Linked DNA regions of Rattus norvegicus: region 1 is linked to region 2. A link is a contact called in public Hi-C data. All regions are on one chromosome and are shown on one strand. Each heading gives the region's core, a stretch centred on a gene start, on an enhancer-like site or on the middle of the called end of the contact. The rest is flanking DNA. Distances are from core to core; before and after follow the strand shown.

Region 1 (5,078 bases), core at 1,210-3,709, 150 kb before region 2:
CCATCTGAGGCTATGAGAGTACCAGAGCTCTGAGGAGCTGGAACCGGTAGGCAGGTATTGGCTATGCTGCAGTTGGAGTATGAACCTCCCAGAGGGACCTGCTCCTGACAGGCCCCGCCCTCGTGATCTGCTCCCCTTGGACTGCAAGGCAGCTATCAGTAGGCTACAGTAAGCTCTGAGCATGATGTCCTTTGGGGAGCCTTCGGATCACCGTACTCCACTGGGGTCAGCCAGAGAAGACCATTGCCTAGAGCAAGGGCTGTGTAAACACCTACAGGTACACAGGACCCATCTCTTCTGAATGTGGGTCATGATGTGTTTTTTTTTGTTTTGTTTTGTTTTTTTGTAGACACCAAGAGACTCAAAGAAAACTGACATATCTGAGCCAGCCTGACTTGATCCAGAGCTCAGTCAAGTCTGAGGAGAGCTGGTGGTTTGGGGATGAATGCAGTCCCTGCTCTGACCCATTCGCCACTCTGCTTCCACAACAGCTGGGCCCGGCTATGAGTCTTCAGAGGTCTGGGAAAAGCCAAACTTTTACTAGGAATAGCACCCCACCTCCCCAACAAGCCACTGGGCCGTAGAGGCTGCCAGCTTCTAGAATCACAAATTTCACCTACTGGCTGATGGCAAGCCCCTGCTTGGGAGACACAGAATAAGGCAGAGAAAGGAGACATAACTCTTCCTGTGGCGTCACAGGCCACACCTGGCTTGCCAGAAGGCCAAGGAGAGGGGTCATTCATTCCCAAAGGCATCAGATGTTTTGGGACCTTGCTGGTTCCTTTTGACCACTTCCTGTTTCCACATCATTTTCCCAGTGACCACTGGGATCTGTCAGTGTGGCAGAGACCTGGAGAATGGGACTCCACTCTAGGACAGGCAGAAAATAATGGAGAAACATAGATGCTGTCCTGGCTACAAGTGGAGTTTTAGGCCTCCCCTGAAGGCTCTGGTAGGCTGTAGAGAGACCCAGACCAGTGCAATGGACCAACTCACCCTCCTCAGCCATGTCCTTGTCCAGCACCAATTTGCCATGCCTGAGGAAGTTCAATATGGGCCCGAAGTAGGTGGGGTCACGGTCAATGAGGTAGGCCCCGGTCTCATCCTGTGGAGGAGAGGACCACAGGCACTGAGAGGTGTGCAAGCTTCCCCAAATCAGCGCCCCCTCCCCCATATAAGCTCAAGTCACTACAGATTGGAAAATGACTATAGAAGAGAGGAAGCGGAGAGAGATAGAGCAGTAAGGATCTGGGTGCAAACTCTACCTCTGCCTTTTCTGGGCTGTGTGACCTTGAGCCAATCATCTGGTCTCTGGAGCATCTACCCTCCCTTATCCCGCCCCCCCACCCTGTTATCAGAGGATTAGATGTGAGCATAGAGGGTGACCAGATTTCTGAGTGACCCCCACCTCACTCAGCACAGGACCCAGTGAATTTCCCTCTTAGGAAAGTTTCCCTCTTGGAGGCTGTTCCCCCCAGGCAACCCTACTATCCACTAGATGTTTGCAAGTGTCCAAAAAAGCTACACTCTGATTGGACACTTGCAGCCTGCAGGGACTGGCATCTGTACAACCTAGCACAGAAGACTGAGACATCAAGAAGCAGGGGACTCACCCAAGGACACAGTGTAAGAGGGCCACAGAATGGGGGACAGGGAACTTTGACAAGCTAACTCCAGAGGCCTTGCACATGAGGAGGCCAAAGTCAGAGCAGGGAAGTTCCCTTCTCTTCCCAGGTCACTCCTCCTCCCAGCAGGGTGAGCCCACAAGTGGAATCTCAAAGCCAGTGCTCTTCCCCACATTAAGCTCAGCTCCAAGACACCTAGGCCTTCTCCACCCAGTTCCTTGCACTCTTCAGCTGCCCACACCCCAAGGGCGGGGAGAAGCAGCCGCATCAACTTCTTTAAGAGTCAGCCAGGGCAGTAAGGCAGGCCCGCTTTGTCGGTCCCTCCCCAGCGCTCCTTAGTAAGGAAGCGTCCGGGATCCAGGGCAGCGCTCCACAGCTCCAAATGGCTGCGGCCTGTGCTGTCCCGTTGCCACGGCAATGGGCATAGCTATTCCTCTAGGCTCCGTTTCCTCCCCCTCCTCCTGCCTCGGCTCCCCGCCTCAGAATCCTAGGAAAGCCAGAGGCCGAGGGACGCGCAAGCGGGACAGAAGGGAGAGCGGGGCCAGGTCACCTCCCGTCAGCGGGCTCAAGGCTCACCCTGTCCGATTGCAGCTCTTCGCCTTGGCACAGGCGGCTGAGGAAGGACTTCTGCTCCCGGCACAGCGTCTGGCGGGTGGTCAGGAACACCGTGCCCCCCACATTCAGCCGCACCCACTTGCCCCAGCCGCCCCCAGAGCGGCCGCCCGCCCCCACCGGTGGCGCTGCCTCCCCGGCCTCCATCCTCATCGCCGGCCGCGGTGTCTGCATCCTTCCCTCCGCACGCAGCGGGCGGGTACCAGGTGTGGGGCATGCCGGGAGCTGTAGTCTGGAGCCAGGGCTGGGATGCTCTGCGCTTGTCCTGGTGCTGCTCCGACAGCATGTCCCGCCCCACATTACCTTTCTTGGCGATCTATCACTTGGTATCTCCTTGTGGCCAAACTGCTTGGTTTGCAGAAGTCTGGGGCCCTGGAAAAACAGTGATTCCCTCAATTGGCTATTCCCCCCAATTGTTCTCCGTGGTGGTGGTGGTGGTGGTGGGGCAGCTGAGGAATACCTGTCCTGAGAAGAACTTTCTTCCTCCAGAGATTCCTATATTTACCTGAACCTACTTTTAAAAATAGGCACACGTGCCTGTGTGTGAATGAGCATGTGCGTGTGTGCATACCCATGCATGCGCATGTGCGTGTGTTTTACTGGAGTTGGAAACCTGGGCCTCTGGTATGCTAAACTACTGAGCCAAAGCAGCAGTGTTTCTTTTTGTCCTGTGTGTGGTAAAGATCACAGGGATGAAGTCTTTACCTCCTCCTAAATTCTCTGAGGACATGTAGTTGGTTGCTGGCTGTGTGGCAGAAGCTGTGTGAACATACATATTACCCCTTTAAGCTTCCCGAAGCCCTGCTGGATTGGTATCACAAACACAATGGCACAGATGTGGTCACAGAAGTAAAGGGACTGTGTGGTGGATTCCATACTAGAGTCCAGTCCGTTTCCTGTGCGTTTCCCAGGGTTGTTAAGGATCAGGCCAGAGCTCCCACAGTAAGCTCAGTCCTCCTCCACCCAGCCCCCTGCACCTTCCAGTTGCCCACACCCAAGAGCAAGCAGACGCAGACATATCAACTCCTTCCCAATGCTGGAGTCAGTCTGGACGGCAAGGCTTAGGGGGATGAGGGATTGTAAAGACAACCCTGGCTTATAGGGCTTGTTGGGCAGGTCCCGATGGTCCCTGGTCTGCAAGGACGGACAGAGGGGAGGGGTAGATCAAGACAAGAACAAAGTCCAGAGGGGCAGAAGCCAGAGTGCTGTGGACACCAGTCTTGGTGATGAGGAGTCCGCTTAAGGCGTGAACATCCAGAAGGTTAAGTTTAGGTACTGGTTGCCCTGGTGCCACTTGGCTCCCATATATGCTAGAACTGAAGTTTGGGGGTGAGACAACTGGCTGGCACGGGTCTGCTCTGCAAGATGGGAGAAGGGGAGTTTTAGAATAGCCCCCTCCCCCAGGTTTTTGAGAACCCCCCAGTTGCCTCTCCTTGTGGGGAGTGGGGAGTGTGGGGTTTGTGGTAGGACTGGGGAGGCACCAAGGCTCTCAGCAAAGGAGAAATGGGGGCTTGGGGTGGGGTTTGGAGATGGTCACTCTAGCGTTGGCATTTAAGGTGATTACTGGGATGGGAGAATGAGTGGGAAAGGAAAATGGGGGGAGCCTGTTGGAGGGAACATGGTCACTGCTGTTCTCGCCTCACTGTTCAGTGAACTCCTGAGGACAGTTGTTCCTTTTAGGACAACACAGCAGGTACAAAAAGACCTGCCTTAGGGATGGCCTAGTTTCACTTTCTGTTGATGTAATGTTAACATCCTGCCAAAAGCTAATGTAGGAAGAAAACGGTTTATTTGGCTCATAATTCCATAGCCCTTTGTTACAGGAAAGTCTAGGTTGCAGGACCTTGAGGCAGCTAGCCACATCCACAATCAAGAGCAGAGAGAGAATGAATGTACATTTGCAGTCAGCTCACTGTCTCCACTCTTACACAGTCCTGGACCCAAGCCTAGGGGATGGTGCCTCCCACAGTGGGCTGGGTCTTCCCACATCAATTAATGTAATCAAGACAATCTCCTACAGACATGCCCACAGGCCAACCCAATTCAGACAATTCTTCATTAGCTCTCTTCACAGGCGATTCTAAACTGTGTCAAGCTGACCCACCACTGGAGAGGTGAGTGGATCAAATCCTTTGCAAGGATGGAGATCAGGTCTTCTTCCTTTGGGCCACACTTATTTTCTATGGTGTCCTCCAGCCAGGGCCCTATTATAAGTACCTGGCCATAGACACCAAAAGCATCCATCAGAGAGACAAGTTCATTAACCACCGTGTTCTCAAGACCATGCTCTTGGTATTCCGTCATGACAAGGGTGATGGTGGCAGTCACCAGAGCAGCAGGTACAGTTCTCTGAGAGCTTTTCCTGGTTCACATGGGCTGCCATCATTCTGGGACTCTAGGATATGGATCGGACATCTCCATGCCTTTCTCACAGTAAATAAAATGAGGCTCAGGGACTGTGCTGCAGCTGGACGAGGGAGGCTACAGTAGAGAGTGGAGCCAGCTTCAAAGCTTTGTCTCACTGACTCGGAAGGTGTCCCCAACTCCTAAGGCAATCCTGGGGTTTCTTAAGGCCCCACCACAGGTGAGGAGACCACAGTCCACACAATCCAGCTGATCCAAGCAGAGCAGGCCAATCGGAGCTCAGCACAGGTCTGGGCATTGTTTGGCTCCAGTCCTGGCTGTGTCGGATGGAGGCTGGCCCAGGACCTTGTGGTTGAATAAGGAGGAAGGCTTGCCTCAAATTTTTCTCCTTTTTCAGAACCCCTACCTCAGACAGAAAAGCTCCTGGGCAGACACCTAAAAGTTCTCCCTCTGTGTTACTGTTTCATTACTGAGATA
Region 2 (4,892 bases), core at 1,890-4,389:
CTGGTCTGTCCCAGGCTGGTGTATCTGGGTTCAGAAGTCACCAGGCAGTGACTGGGGAAGTCAGCAGACCAGCAGGGACTGTCTCCCAGGCTGGGGCACCTCCGTGGCCCCTGGTGCCTTCCCACTGACTTTTCACCATGTCCTATGAAGACACCCTTGGGAAGAGTGGCCTCGCCCACTTCCCTCAGAGGCTCAGGTGGGACAGGAGGGAAGTAGAAAGGGAGAAATGACCATGGGCCACTCTGGACATTTGGGTAACACTAATGGCTGGGAGTGCTCACAGCACACCAGGAACTAAGTATCTCCTCCTTGGAGACAAAGCTACCCTGGGAAAGGTGTGGATGGTGAAGCACCGAGAGGTTGAAGAGGTTACGGAGCTTGCCCAGATGAGGTAACTGGAATTCGAGACAAAGAAGCTGAGAGACCTTGGACTAGAGCCAGTCCTGGGCCTGTTCCTACATTCTGCGGCCTGTACCATAGAACAGACTTAGCACACAAGGACCTGCTCTCTGCTTCTAGTACCCCATAGCTCTGAGGAGTGGGGAAATTGAATACCCAATACGTAATCCTTCTGTTTCCTCATGGGGCAAGCACTTTCCACAGGTGACTTTCACCACATCCTTCAAGGAGCCAACAGTGTGGCAGAGGACAGCTTGTGGGGGTCAGGACTGCGAGAGGGAAGTGGGATTCCCTACAGACAAGGGTAAGGAGAGCTCAGAGCTGTGTATGGCAGCAGGGAGAACCTTTCAGGCAGGAGAGGGAGTAGAAAGCACAAAGGCCTCCTGAGGGGCATGTAAGTAGGACAATTTCAAGGAACCCCAGGGAGGCAGGCATGGCCAGAGCACAGGACTGGAGACAGAACAAGGAAAAACAGGCCAAAAGCAGGCAGGTCCCACACAAGGCATCTTCCTGCCTCGTGGAAAAACCTCATACAAGTGTTCTAGGTAGCACTGGTGTCAGAGGACATGACAGGCCAGACAGGGCCAGAGACTAGCCTGGCTTAGGGCCAGAATTCTACTCAGCCCCTGTCAGAAGAGACCTTGTGGGGCCTCTCCCCACCCTCGGGTTCCTCCCAACCCTCTCTGAAAACACAGACCATCGTCAAGTCCTTATGTCATATGGTCAGGAGATCCCCTCTGTGACAGGGATCCCCGCAACCCTGTAAGGGCAGGGCTGTTCTCACACTGCATCCCTAGGCACCCAGAGTGGTGCCAGGCGCTTAGTAGGTTCTCAGCAGCCACTTCCCCTTGTGACTAGCGGGCAAGCTGGCAGGTGCAGTGTGAGTCACCTGGCAGCGTGCGAAGACGGAGGCTGTGGTGTAGGTCAAGGGGAGGGGCTGGGAAGATAGCTATGCCCTTCAGACCCCACTCAGACTTTGCTGGGTTCATACCAGGCTCCGTGCTCACGGGAGCTACTCGTGGGGGTGCGCTTGGGGACCTAATCTGGAAGAGTCCTGAAAACTGCAGGCCAGGGGTACTTCTAGTCCAGTGGGAGCTGGACAGGGGCTCAGTGTAGCATTGGGCATTTGTTCTCAAGGTTCTAGAAAGTGCTGTTGCTGCATACTCTATCTCCTTGTCTGTATCTCCCCGGGCTGGTTCTCACAGAGGACACTCGAGATGCTGGATCTGATGGCTCTAGGACCTGGGCCTACAGTCCCATCTAGGGCAGAGGAGGGGAGCTGCCCCTCAGAGGGCGGCAGACAACTGTGGAAAGGTCAGAGTGGGTGGAGGAAACACTCATCCCTGATGGTTACCACAGGCATCGTCTGAAACCTTGTGCCCCAAGAAACAAGAAGGGACCCACGCCTCAAGTGGCTACAGTTTCTGGAGGATTCATGTCTGCCAGTCTCCTAGGAGAACTTGAAGGTCAGAATGGCTGGAGTCATGTCATGCAACCTTATTCAACACCCCAGTGTCACTCTCTGTAGCTATGGAAAGAAGGCTGTTCTGACCCCCACCCCAACACTAACTCTTGTTACTACACAGGCAAACTTCCTCTGATCTTTGACCTACAGGGACCCCATCCCTTTATCCAGATCCCATGTGTCCTTTGCTCCCACCTGGGCCTCATCATCCAGACCTCTGGATGACTCTCCATGCCCCTTGCTTCCTAACATTGCTTTCTGCTTGATCCATAGAGACACTGAGCGAGGTCTGACTGAATGAGGTGGCTAGGCTCGGGGCCATCAGGTCCCATTGTCCCTCTCTGTACAATGTCAGCTTTGTCCAAGGCAGATCTGGGTCATTCTTCATCTCTGTTGGATTTATTGAGCACTTAGTGTGTACCAGCGCTGTTCTGCCTTCCGGAGACACAACCGTGATCCAAAAGTCTAAAACACCCTCAGAGCAGACAGAACAGAGACTCCGCCCCCAACATCGCGCCAAGCATCTAAGCCCTGTGTAGGATAAGGAAGTGGAGTTGAGTGGTCAGACAGCAGAGCCTGGGCTATCTGAACCTAAAGTCGGGACACGCAGAGGCCTGGTTCAGTCGAACAGCAGTTGGAAAAGCCTCTCCTGATCACGGTGTGGAACTAGGAACCTGAAACCCAAGCATAGCACCCAGGACACCTCTGCTCCCTGGCTCTACCACCCACTCATCCTGTGGCCCTTGGCCACGTCCACGCCATCCCCATTCTGAGTCTTAGGATTCTTCTCTCTGGCGCTGACCTTTAAAGTTCAGGCTCTGGAAACAGCTTCAGGAGCCTGCAGGTCCTGCAGTATCATTCAGCAAGACCTCCAAATTCAACTACTCTGTGTTGGTCCACTGATACCAGGTGATAGGAGGGACAGCCTCTTACTGAACCCCATGCCCACCCCCTTCATCCCCACCCCCCACAGACCTATTGGGATAGGAATAAAAGCCTGGCACTCTCACCTCTCTGATCGCAGCTGCTGGGCCAGGGCCATGGCTGTCAGTAGTCAGGAAAGCAGATAGATGAAGGCCTTGCCCAGCCAGGCTGAGGCTGAGTTCACCTCTCACTTCCTCCTATGTGCATCTGGGAGCTTCCTGAAAGCTCGGGGTGTCCTCGGGAGCACCCTTTGAGGAGGTCCCTCCCTCCCCAGCTTCTCTGGACCCTCCTTGAAGTACCTCCTTGAGACTCTGAGCTGCCTGGCTCCACACTTCTTCTCACCCACTTCCCAGCTGCACAGCAGTTGAGGAAGTGTCACGCTTGGGTGCTGGGCTTACGTGAGGCCACTGGCTTTGGGGACTTCCTCAGTGCCTGTCTCTAGTGCTAAGCTCCACCCATCACTGAGCAGTTGTAGCCCTGGATAGTCCATCCATGCTTCTTCCTGAACCCCTTCCCCATGCTTCCAAAACCTGCATCCTTAAGGACTGGTGGGGATATTGTTTCTTGCAGGAAACTGTCCTGGTTTCCCTCCCTCTATTATGCTAGGATGTCATTGGCTTGTGCCCTATCTTGTCCTCACCCTGGTGCTCTGGGCTCTGAGATTCCATGTTCAGCCCCCCCAGAGCTTCCAGCCACACAGGGGCTCTCCTTAAAATCTGCCTCCTCCTCCTCCCTACTCGGCTCTCAGAAGAGCTCCATGCACCTGCGGCTGGCCTTATTCTAATCCTCAAGGTCCTGTAGGCTGCCTGCTCTCCTAGCTCTGTCTTCCCTCACTGCCTCCTCACTTCCAACACTGCTTTCCTATCTCCTGTAGGCCTCAGCTGGGAAGCTGCCCTTTGAGAAAGAGACCTGTTCTAACCAGACCTCCCTGCCACTCTCTGGGTTTTTCCTGCAGCAAGCTCCCACCAGTCGGGGTTCCCTATCTCTGTGTGTTCTGTGTGCTTTCGTGTTAGGCTTCTTCCAGACCAGCACCACCCTGCAGACACCCAGAGTATGTGAGCAGAAAAAGGAAGTTCTTTGTCAGTTCCTTCTAATGCTTGATTTTGCAGGGAGCTCTCCAAAGCCTACCAGGAGAATGGACCCAGCAGCCCACAGGATGTCCCCATGCCTCCTTACTTGCTGCCCCCACCTCCGGCCTCACTGGATGGTGTGCTGAGGTAGAAGGAGAGATGGCAGCCTGCCCATCCTGCCCGAATCAGGGTCCTATCTCCCCAACTTGGGAATGTGACTGTGAGGACAGGACCTTCCCTGAGGAACCAGAGCCACCAACGTTTCTCACCTTAAATAGGACTGGGTTGGAACCAGTCTCATTGTCCCCAGGATCTGGCTTCAAGAATATAGAATTTTACCTCAAGACCCTTACTTTAAAATACCCTACCTCCATCCTGCCACCCCAAGGGATCTTCTGGCCCTGACTCAAGCCAGAGTGGACAGATCCAGAGTCCCAGGATAGAACTGGATCCAGAGTCCCAGGATAGAACTGGATCCAGAGACCCAGTGAGAATTGCCCTCCCTATGACCAGACAGGGCATGGGCTCCTGAGGAGACAGAAACGAGGTTGAAGAAAGTCACAGGAGGGGACAGGAAAGTGGGAGAGGGACACTCCACCAGTGACTGTACGTTCATCAAGGTATTTGCGCCCCACAGACAGATCAGGGTGGCAGAGGAAGGTAAGATAGAAGGTCAGTCCTACTCCCAGAGGGTAAAATTGCCACAGCTCATGGAGTTAGGTCTTTTGAGCACACAGATCCCTGTTCAAGACAGGGAAAGGTGATCTGCAGGGCCTGAGATGGGCAAGAATTGTACCCATGACGGAGGCTGGAGACTGGTAACCAGGCCTAGGGAACAGCAAACACATGTGTTATTAAAGATGAGGTTCCAGTGACTGGCTAGAGACCCGGTGCAGGTCACATGGACCACTGCTGGCAGGAAGTCCGCCCTGAGTTCTCATGCGAAGCTGGACATCATAGCAATCGTCGACCGGGTTTCTCAGCCATCGACCTGGGTGCCTGAGGAGTGGAGGAAGCCTTCCAGCCACGGGTAG

Evidence for each region. A called contact is a pair of places that touch in the nucleus more often than the background predicts.
Region 1: a Hi-C map of kidney shows a contact between it and region 2, with 2.6 times the contacts expected there. The contact joins the promoter of Kctd17 here to the promoter of Ncf4 in region 2. A contact is called at or near these places in 9 of 12 Hi-C or Micro-C datasets (the A7r5 cell line, the Rat2 cell line, frontal cortex and 4 more).

What each region holds. Positions count from the first base shown.
Region 1 is chr7:111,856,937-111,862,014 of GRCr8, reverse strand. Kctd17 (potassium channel tetramerization domain containing 17) reads right to left here and starts at 2,459. Exons shown (of 9, transcript NM_001395732.1): 1 at 2,202-2,459; 2 at 997-1,105. The coding sequence starts at 2,411. It overlaps LOC120093822 (a long non-coding RNA gene), which reads right to left. Exons shown (of 3, transcript XR_005487552.2): 3 at 4,010-5,078.
Region 2 is chr7:111,704,773-111,709,664 of GRCr8, reverse strand. Ncf4 (neutrophil cytosolic factor 4) reads right to left here and starts at 3,139. Exons shown (of 10, transcript NM_001127304.1): 1 at 2,875-3,139. The coding sequence starts at 2,906.